2 separate regions of the Mustela erminea genome follow, and region 1 is linked to region 2. The links are chromatin contacts, called in public Hi-C maps. All regions are on one chromosome and are shown on one strand. Each heading gives the region's core, a stretch centred on a gene start, on an enhancer-like site or on the middle of the called end of the contact. The rest is flanking DNA. Distances are from core to core; before and after follow the strand shown. Region 1 has its middle 30 kb from the start of SYNM. Region 2 overlaps IGF1R (insulin-like growth factor 1 receptor).

Region 1 (4,226 bases), core at 373-2,872, 380 kb after region 2:
TCCTTGTATGGTCCCCCATGGTCCTCCATTAACAAAGACCCAGCCCTGAATTAGCCAATAAGGAGTCAAGAGGCAGGCAAGCCTTCATCAAGAGAGGTTTACCCCTTTCACCAGGTCTCAAGTCCAGGGGCAAGAACAATCACAAACATGGCTACTGGGGTGGACAAAGAGCTCCTTAAGTGTGCCAGGCACTGTGCTAACCTTAGTCCTTGGTCTAGGTGGTTTTTGTAAGGAGAGATCACTAATAAACAATTCCACTGGAATTTGATCTCTTATCTTCAAGATTTTCTGAGCAGCTGTCAGACACCTGCCCACTTGGGTCCCCTTTATAGCATGGGACACATGCCAGGCACTCCATGTGGTCCCTTTGAAGCCCCTCTCTCTCATGAGTGGGGGTGTCAGTACTCTTGGCTCAGTCCTGCCCAAAGAGATGCTCTTTATAAGTGGTCTCTCATATCCAACAACTCAGTTTTTGTATACCCTCAGGTTGATCCTGGTTTCAAGAGTCCTACAACTGGTTTTAGGCTCATTGCTTTGGAATGCAGCCTCTCTGGGCCTTGGTACCTCAGTTGGAAGTTCCAATTTAGCATCTTGCAAGGATTTACCAATCGAGTGGTAATTACAGGGATCTTGGCCTGATGATAATTTACTAAATTGTACACTTAGGACTTTGGTATCTTTCTTTACATGAGTCTATAAAAATACAGACCAAAACCATTAAAAAATGTATACATTTACTACCACATGAGAGGTGGAAAGCACCGGTAGAAAAGGAAATGGGTTGGTTCTTGGACAAATAGTGCAAGAAATGTCAATGCTAGTTTTAATCATCATCTGATATTGTAAGGGATTAGCCAAGTACTTGTATTATGCAGGGGGTGGGAGGAGGGGGGTGCTGTTGTGAGTCTGAGGGCACACCCCAAGGACAGGGAGCCTATGACACTGGCTGGTAGGGAGGGAAGATAAAATGAAGTCATACTTCGAATGCTCCTGTTCTCCTTTTTCACCAAAGTGGGAAGAACTATTGAAAAGTCCCCTTAGGACACCTCGGTGGCTCAGTGGGTTAAGCCTCTGTCTTCGGCTCAGGTCATGGTCTCAGGATCCTGGGATTGAGCCCCACGTCGTGTTCTCCCGAGAAGCAGGGAGCCTGCTTCTCCCTCTCTCCCTGACTGCTTCTCTGCCTACTTGTGACCTCTCTCTGTGTGTCAAATAAATAAATAAAATCTTTAAAAAAAAAAAAGAAAAAGGAAAAAGAGAAGTCCCCCTTATAGAGGCTGTGTTTCACCTGGCCCTCCACCTCTTCTTCTGTCTCCTGGCATCTTGGAGGGGAAGGTCAGTCATCAACCATTAGCCATGGTCTGTGCACTTCTGCTGAGAGCCTGTCTCTTCTCTGAATCTCGTCTGCATCAGTCAGTTTGGGACAGGTCCTGCGGCAGTAACAAACAACCCCCAAGTCTCCATGGCTTCAAATAGCAAGAATTTATTGCTGGATCATGCCAAGTGCCCATTGTAGGGGGACTGGAGACTCTGCCCTGAGTCATCCTCACTCCAGGTCATAGGTTGACAGAAGAACCATGAGCCAGAACATAGCCAGCTGCAGAGCAGAGGGCAAGAGAACTTGGCAAACGGTGCTCTGACTCACAGCTGCTGCCTGGAAGTGACACACGTTGCTTTCTCTCATATTTTACGGGCCAAAGCAAGTCACACAGCTAACTGTGTCACGTGGTAAGTCACATGACCGACTCCAATCCTATCATTTCTCTAAGGGGAAAAAGAGTGGGTAATAGTTGATAAATACCACTAAGGACTAATCCAAGAGCCCTTCTTCAAGCCCTTACTTAAAAAAAAAAAAAAGATAAATTTTCTGAATACTCAAAAACAGAGAGATTAGTACAGTGAATTCCCATGTCTACATTCTGGAAGACATTTTCTTCAACTGCACTGTTATGATAACAGGATCACTGTGCTAAACCCCACAGAAACCAGGTCTCATCCAGTGTGCATGGTAAGCTTTATTATTTGTTCCATTTTACAGATGAAGAAATGGCAACTCAGGAGTTAAGTGACTTGGCCAAGGACACACAGCCAGGGAAGACAGAGCTGATGCCACCCTCACCCCTAGTAGGGCTGCTGGAGGGCACTGCAGCACAGGGGGGAAGAGAACTTAAATGGAAGCCATGTCGGGGAGGGGGGCATATCTATCTTAATGAAGGCCTAGCTGCTGTGCAAACTTAGCTTTCTTGCCAGCCTGCTTTGCTCTGAACAGGGGGCTTAACCATCGGAGGCTAAAGGAGGAGGCAAAAGACAAGAAATCAGAAGGGTCCTGTTTCCCAGGAAGGCATAGCCATGAAATGGGATGGTGTGGGCCCATGGACATCCATTTAACTATTGACTCTTCTGTGCATTCATCCAATAGATATTTACTGAGTACTGCTCTGGACCAGACATGGGAAGACAAAGACAAAAGAGCCAGCCTAGACCTGTACCCTCCAGAGGAGAATCCTGCCTCCTCCAGCTGGTTGACTGGATTTTCTCAAATCCTCCTTGGAGCCTCAGTTTCCTAATCTGTGCAAATGGGCATAATGACAGCTTCAATGTAACAAGACCATGTGAAGATTAAATGAGCTCATACACAGAGATAAATGGGACCCATTAGCCTCTCCCATGACAGTGGTGGGGGGGGGGATAACACTCAAAATATCAAGTAACCCAGAAGGTATAGGTACCGTCTAATCAGAAGAGATCTCTTACTGAACAGAACTGGGTTGGCCTGTGTGCTGAATATTGGCTTTGGTGTTGCCGTGTCTTCATAAACAGATGCTTAGAGAGCGCCAGTTGCAGGTGCACCATGATCTAATGAAGGAAATTTGCCCAGAGTCAGCTGACCTCTTGACCCCTGCTGGCTGAGGCCCATCTGTGTGTCCTGGTCACCAGGGGCTAGCAAGCATGTGTGGGGAGACCTCACCTCTAATGTCCATCACCCTCATAACACCACCCTTCTAAATGCGGGGCCAAGAGTATTTGGAGAGTAACAAAAGAATATAGAAATAACCAGATACTCACTTGGTGGGGGAGGCAAGCCCCTCCTCAAGGGTTCGTCATGTTCAAAGTTCCCACAGAAGAATCAGTCCTCCTGTACCTGCGAGAAGGATCGAGGTGTAAGCCAGAACTTTCGCTGCTACTAGGAACCCACCTGAAATAAATTAATTTGTTCTGCACTAGTTACAGGCATGTTACAAAGCTTCATCTTTTAAAGTGGCAGCAAATGTCTTCTAATATTAATAACGGTGATTCTGGGAAAAAAAAAAAGTCTCTAGAAAGGTTTTTTGTTCTTCCAGAACATTAGGCTTGCCGCATTTCATTACCCAGCGAGGGCTCTCCCTGTCCTCCCTCTTCCACAGGATCAAAACCCGATTTGTTCCCATGTTGGTGTGTGGCTATGTGTTTAGTCTGCATGCAAGAAATTAGGGAAAGTTTGGAATTGGAATTAGGGTCGGATTGGGGAGAAAAAAAATCTGCCAGCTCCGTTTGGAGAAACCCGCTTGGAAAGGTAAATTGGAGTGAGCAGCTCTGACAGTCAGAGTCATGTGAAGTGTTAATGTGAAGTATTTTAAACCACATTTCTCGAAATTATTTTCCCCAGTCGATTACTACCTGAAAATGGAGATATTCATGTATGAGAGCATATGGGGCTGTGCCGCCGGGGTATACCATCTCTCCCACTGAGAAGCTCACCCGGGTTTGGAAATGCTAATGAATTACGTGACACATGACTCTCGGAAGATGCTATTATTACACCTACGCTACAGATAAGAGACTGAATCATCAAAAAAAAAAAAATCAGAAGTCAAGTTAGAAGTCACTGGTAACTGTTTTGAAGGATCCCGCTGCTTTCCTCTGGCTGAGACAAAATCACTGTTTCCCCAGGTCAAGGTTAATAGACAAGAGAGGGGGGGCAGGATCACTTCTTCAACTGTCTGACCTTCCCCGCAGTGTGGGAGAGAAGGTAGGGTGTGGGTCCAAGCCTCCCCGGAGACTGCACCCCATTGGCTGACCACTGATGGGGGAGGCGGGACGGATTCCAAAGGGACAAATGAACGGCAGGTGGCCAGGGCCACGCCTTCAGAGCTGTCCCCCAAGCCTCCTCCTTTCAAAAGGTGGCCCTAAGAGGGATGGGGAGCTGCTGGAGACACAGGGCAGGGTTTGCCCAGCCCCTATCCAGACCG
Region 2 (3,904 bases), core at 584-3,083:
AACTCTCATCAGAATGATAACCGAGCCATTCATGGGCTGCCTGTCAATGCTGCTCTTGATTTTCCAACCCCAGGTTGGGGCCTAGCTCCCCCCAAATTCCCCTTCCATGATCAGGTGACAATTAAGAGATGGCAAAAGGCAGAGACCTGTCTGAACATTTTACACACACACACACACACACACACACACCCCTTCTCATTGTCTCCTAAAGGAAATGACTATATAAGTCAGTTGCTCAGTAAATGTGATTTCCTAATTGTTCCTAAACGTCCTGCCTTTACATTCAGAAAATATTTTTTAAAAATGAACTTGTTTATTTTTTCTGTAGCTTACACAGATGCCTGGGTTTTACAGATCTTGGTATTCTGACTCGCAGCCTTCTTAGTGTGGCCAAAGATGTTTGTTTCTGTGCTTGGGGTGGGGTGGGGGGGCGTCTGATGGGATGTAGACCGACTGAGGTAGGTTGAAAGCGGTCAGTCATTTCCGTGAGGATATCTGTATGTTATCTGTGTTGATCTTCTGGATGCCTGTTGTACACTATATGCAGAGGTGTTTTACGGATGGCTCCAGGCTTTGGGTTGTCTTACCTCTGATTTATCAACCACCACCCACCTCCCCATCTGCTCTGATGAAGGGCAGGAAGGATGTGGAAGCAGAGGAAAGCGAGAGTGCTGGAGACTGGCACGGTGCACAGAAGATGACCCCGGGGCGGGGGTTGGAGCATCGTTTTTGCAAATCCAAAGATCAGGGTCTGAGTGACATCTCCGCCACTTACTAAATAAAGCAACAACGCTAGACAACATATTTATTTGGCTTCTCCCAGCCCAGGAGCAGTGGTAGTGGAAGGCTAGGAGTCCAGAAGATGGGGTTAGGAAGGGATATCCCAACCCCCTCACCTCACTCCCCTTCAGTCCTTACTGACAAACCGGAAAAAAAAAAAAAAAAAAAAAAAAAAAGATCTGCAAATAACACAACTGATGACTCCCTTTCGCTTCTCAGAGGAGAAAGCATGGACTCTTTCCGGCTGTCTCTAGGGGGCATCAGAAGCCAGCACACAGGGCTCTCTCCAGCATCCTAGCAATCTGCAACAGATCCAGGATTTGGCTTTTTCGCAGATGCTCACACCACGTCCAATCTCCTTCAAATCCAATATTTACACCAGCCTTGGGGGTTCGGCAAGGCTGGGGATTTATATTCAAGTGGCACCGGGTACCAAAGAGAAACTCAGAAAATGTTTCCTCTTTGAGGGTTTTCCAAATAGCTTAACCGAAGTATAATTTACCTAGTAAAAATTGTACCCACCCTAAGGATACAGAGCCATGAGCTTTAGTAAATACATCCAGCTGTCCCATCAGCACCACTATGCAGTTTCTGAACATTTCCACGATGGCAAGGTTCCCTCGCTGCCCATGGTGGTCAGGCTCTACTCCTGCCCCCAGCCCTCGCCAATCTGCTTTCTGTCTCCGTAGTCCTGCTTTTGCTAGAAACTAATGGAATCATACTATGTGCAGCCTTTTGCATTGGCTTTTTTCCATTTAGCTTAATGTTTCTGAGGTTCACCTGTGCTGTTACATCATTGTCATAGTACTATTCCATTGTACCACATTCTGTTGATCCATTCATCTGTTGAGGGATATCTGGATTGTTTCCTGTGGGTTTTTTTTGGGGGGGGGGGAGCAGGAGGGGGCTCGAGTGAATAATATTGTTATGAACATTCACATTCAAGTCTTGCGTGGGCATGTTTTCATTTCTCTTGGGAAGATATTGGGTAGAGCCTGGAAATGCTGAGTCACATGGTTGAGTCTTTTTAAAAGTCCCAGGGAAGTATTAACACACAGCTCTGTTGCAACATAATCTTAGAGTTGCAGGAAGGTAGAATGAAGCACCAAGTGTTGCAAAGTCAAGGGCTGCGGTCATAAGTGTAGAGATGCCCAAATGTACCCAAGAATTTCAAGTCTTAGAACCCTATTACCTTTATCTGCTTTTAGGCTTTTGGGGCAATGATCCTTGGTGGTACCAAAGAATCCGAAATTTTACCTCTTTCTTTATCTAATGCCCTAAGAAGGGTTCACTTCAAGGTTGTTCACCTCAAGGAACTGTCCAGATAACAGAAATATCCGGTTTTCTATTTGAGGGCTTAAAAATGAGTCATTTTCTAGAAATCTTATACATGTGTATTACAAAATCCACTTCCTCCCTAAACAGCAGAAAAACCTGGATTTTCTTAATGTCTAAGGTTATTACTCTAGAAACACATTACATTACACAGACTGAGTGACATCCTCTAGGGAACCCAGATGTCTTAGTTCTTTTTTTTTTTTTTTTAAGATTTTATTTCTTTATTTGACAGAGTTCACAAGTAGGCAGAGAGGCAGGCAGAGAGAGAGGAGGAAGCAGGTTCCCTGCTGAGCAGAAAGCCCGATGCGGGGCTCGATCCCAGGACCCTGGGATTGTGACCTGAGCCGAAGGCAGAGGCTTTAACCCACTGAGCCACCCAGGCGCCCCTGGATGTCTTAGTTCTTATGGACAAACTGATTACCGCCTGATGCCGTCTAGGGCCCATTCTCCAGCCACCGGAACGTTGGAACGTGATTCTGCCTACCTCTTTCACCACCCTGGAAATTCGATTACAAAGTCGGCTTGCTCTGGATATAGACTAGAGCTCTACTCTAGCTATAGTGCTTGAACGTCATGCTCTGGACATGACTCAGGGGTCTGGGCTGCCCAGGGGACTTGGAGGCAGGTCCCAGTTCCCGTTTGAAAAGCCATGGTGGTCAGATGCCAAGGAACCCAGCACTTTGAATTCCCCATCAAACAAAATGCTCTAAGACTTCCATCCTACTGAACCAAATGGAGACACTTACTTACGTTTTCATTGCCTGTAGAAGATCAAGAAAAACAGTATATAAAGGCAATAGTGTGACAATTAAATATCTAGGAAAAAAGGGAAAGAGCTTTGGGGATTCACATACAAGAAGAAGAAATAATGGGACACAGCAGTGGTATTTAATCTTGGCTACACAGTGAAACTACTTCGGATTTTTAAGAAAAATCAGTGATGCCTGGATCCTGCCCCCAGACATTCTGACTGAACTGGGAGTGCATTTTGGGTTATTGGGACTTTTTTTTTTTTTTAACCTGGCCCCACCCAAGATGGTTCTAACTTCAGAGTCTGGGAACCACTGGGATAAAAGTTATCTTGGCTTAAACCAAAGACGCACAGAAATGAAATGTCCAGGTGGCTTTGCTAACACTCCTGCAGCTCAAAGCCTTGACCGCATTCCACTGCCTACCTAAATTATAACCTCCACACCCGGGTGCATAACACCTTACGTAATTCTAATACCACTTACCTCTCCAGCATTATTTGCCAAACAGGTCCCAGGATGCCCCAACTCGCTGATTTTGCTCTTATTGCCCTATCCTGAACTGCCTTCTTCACCCTACGCTTTCTGAGTGCTTCTGGAAACCCTTCAAGGCCCATCTCAAATGCTACCTCTTCTTGAAAGCCTGTGGGGTTTTTTTTTTTTGGTTTGTTTGTTTTGTTTTTTTAAGATTTTATTTATTTGACAGAGAGAGAGAGGGAGAAATCACAAGTAGGCAGAGAGGCAGGCAGAGAGAGAGAGAGAGAGGAGGAAGCAGGCTCCCCACTGAGCAGAGAGCCCGATTCGGGGCTCAATCCCAGGACCCTGAGATCATGACCTGAGTGAGCCGAAGGCAGAGGCTTAACCCACTGAGCCACCCAGGCGCCCCCTGTGGGATCTTCTTAATCAGATTCTCTGCCTCTCTTCATGCCCATGGCACATTCCTTTTCTTTCCTTCGTAGCTCCCTGCAAGTTCTGCTTTGCATTGTTGTTGGCCTGAATCTATCTTATTCCTTTCTTCTCTGCTTCTCTCTGACTTT

The links. Hi-C and Micro-C count contacts between places; a contact is called where the count stands out from the background.
Region 1: a Hi-C map of spleen shows a contact between it and region 2, with 4 times the contacts expected there. The contact joins two enhancer-like sites. A contact is called at or near these places in 2 of 3 Hi-C or Micro-C datasets (fibroblasts and spleen).

The regions. Positions count from the first base shown.
Region 1 is chr5:18,410,014-18,414,239 of mMusErm1.Pri, forward strand. No RefSeq gene overlaps it. Among named protein-coding and RNA genes, the nearest start is that of SYNM, 30 kb to the right of the region's middle. Within about 2 kb of position 1,623, the one cell type or tissue checked has open chromatin away from gene starts, as enhancers often do. A contact at or near this core is called in fibroblasts, where this site is marked.
Region 2 is chr5:18,028,803-18,032,706 of mMusErm1.Pri, forward strand. The region is part of intron 5 of IGF1R (insulin-like growth factor 1 receptor); the gene reads right to left. Among named protein-coding and RNA genes, the nearest start is that of PGPEP1L, 63 kb to the left of the region's middle. Within about 2 kb of position 1,834, the one cell type or tissue checked has open chromatin away from gene starts, as enhancers often do. A contact at or near this core is called in fibroblasts, where this site is marked.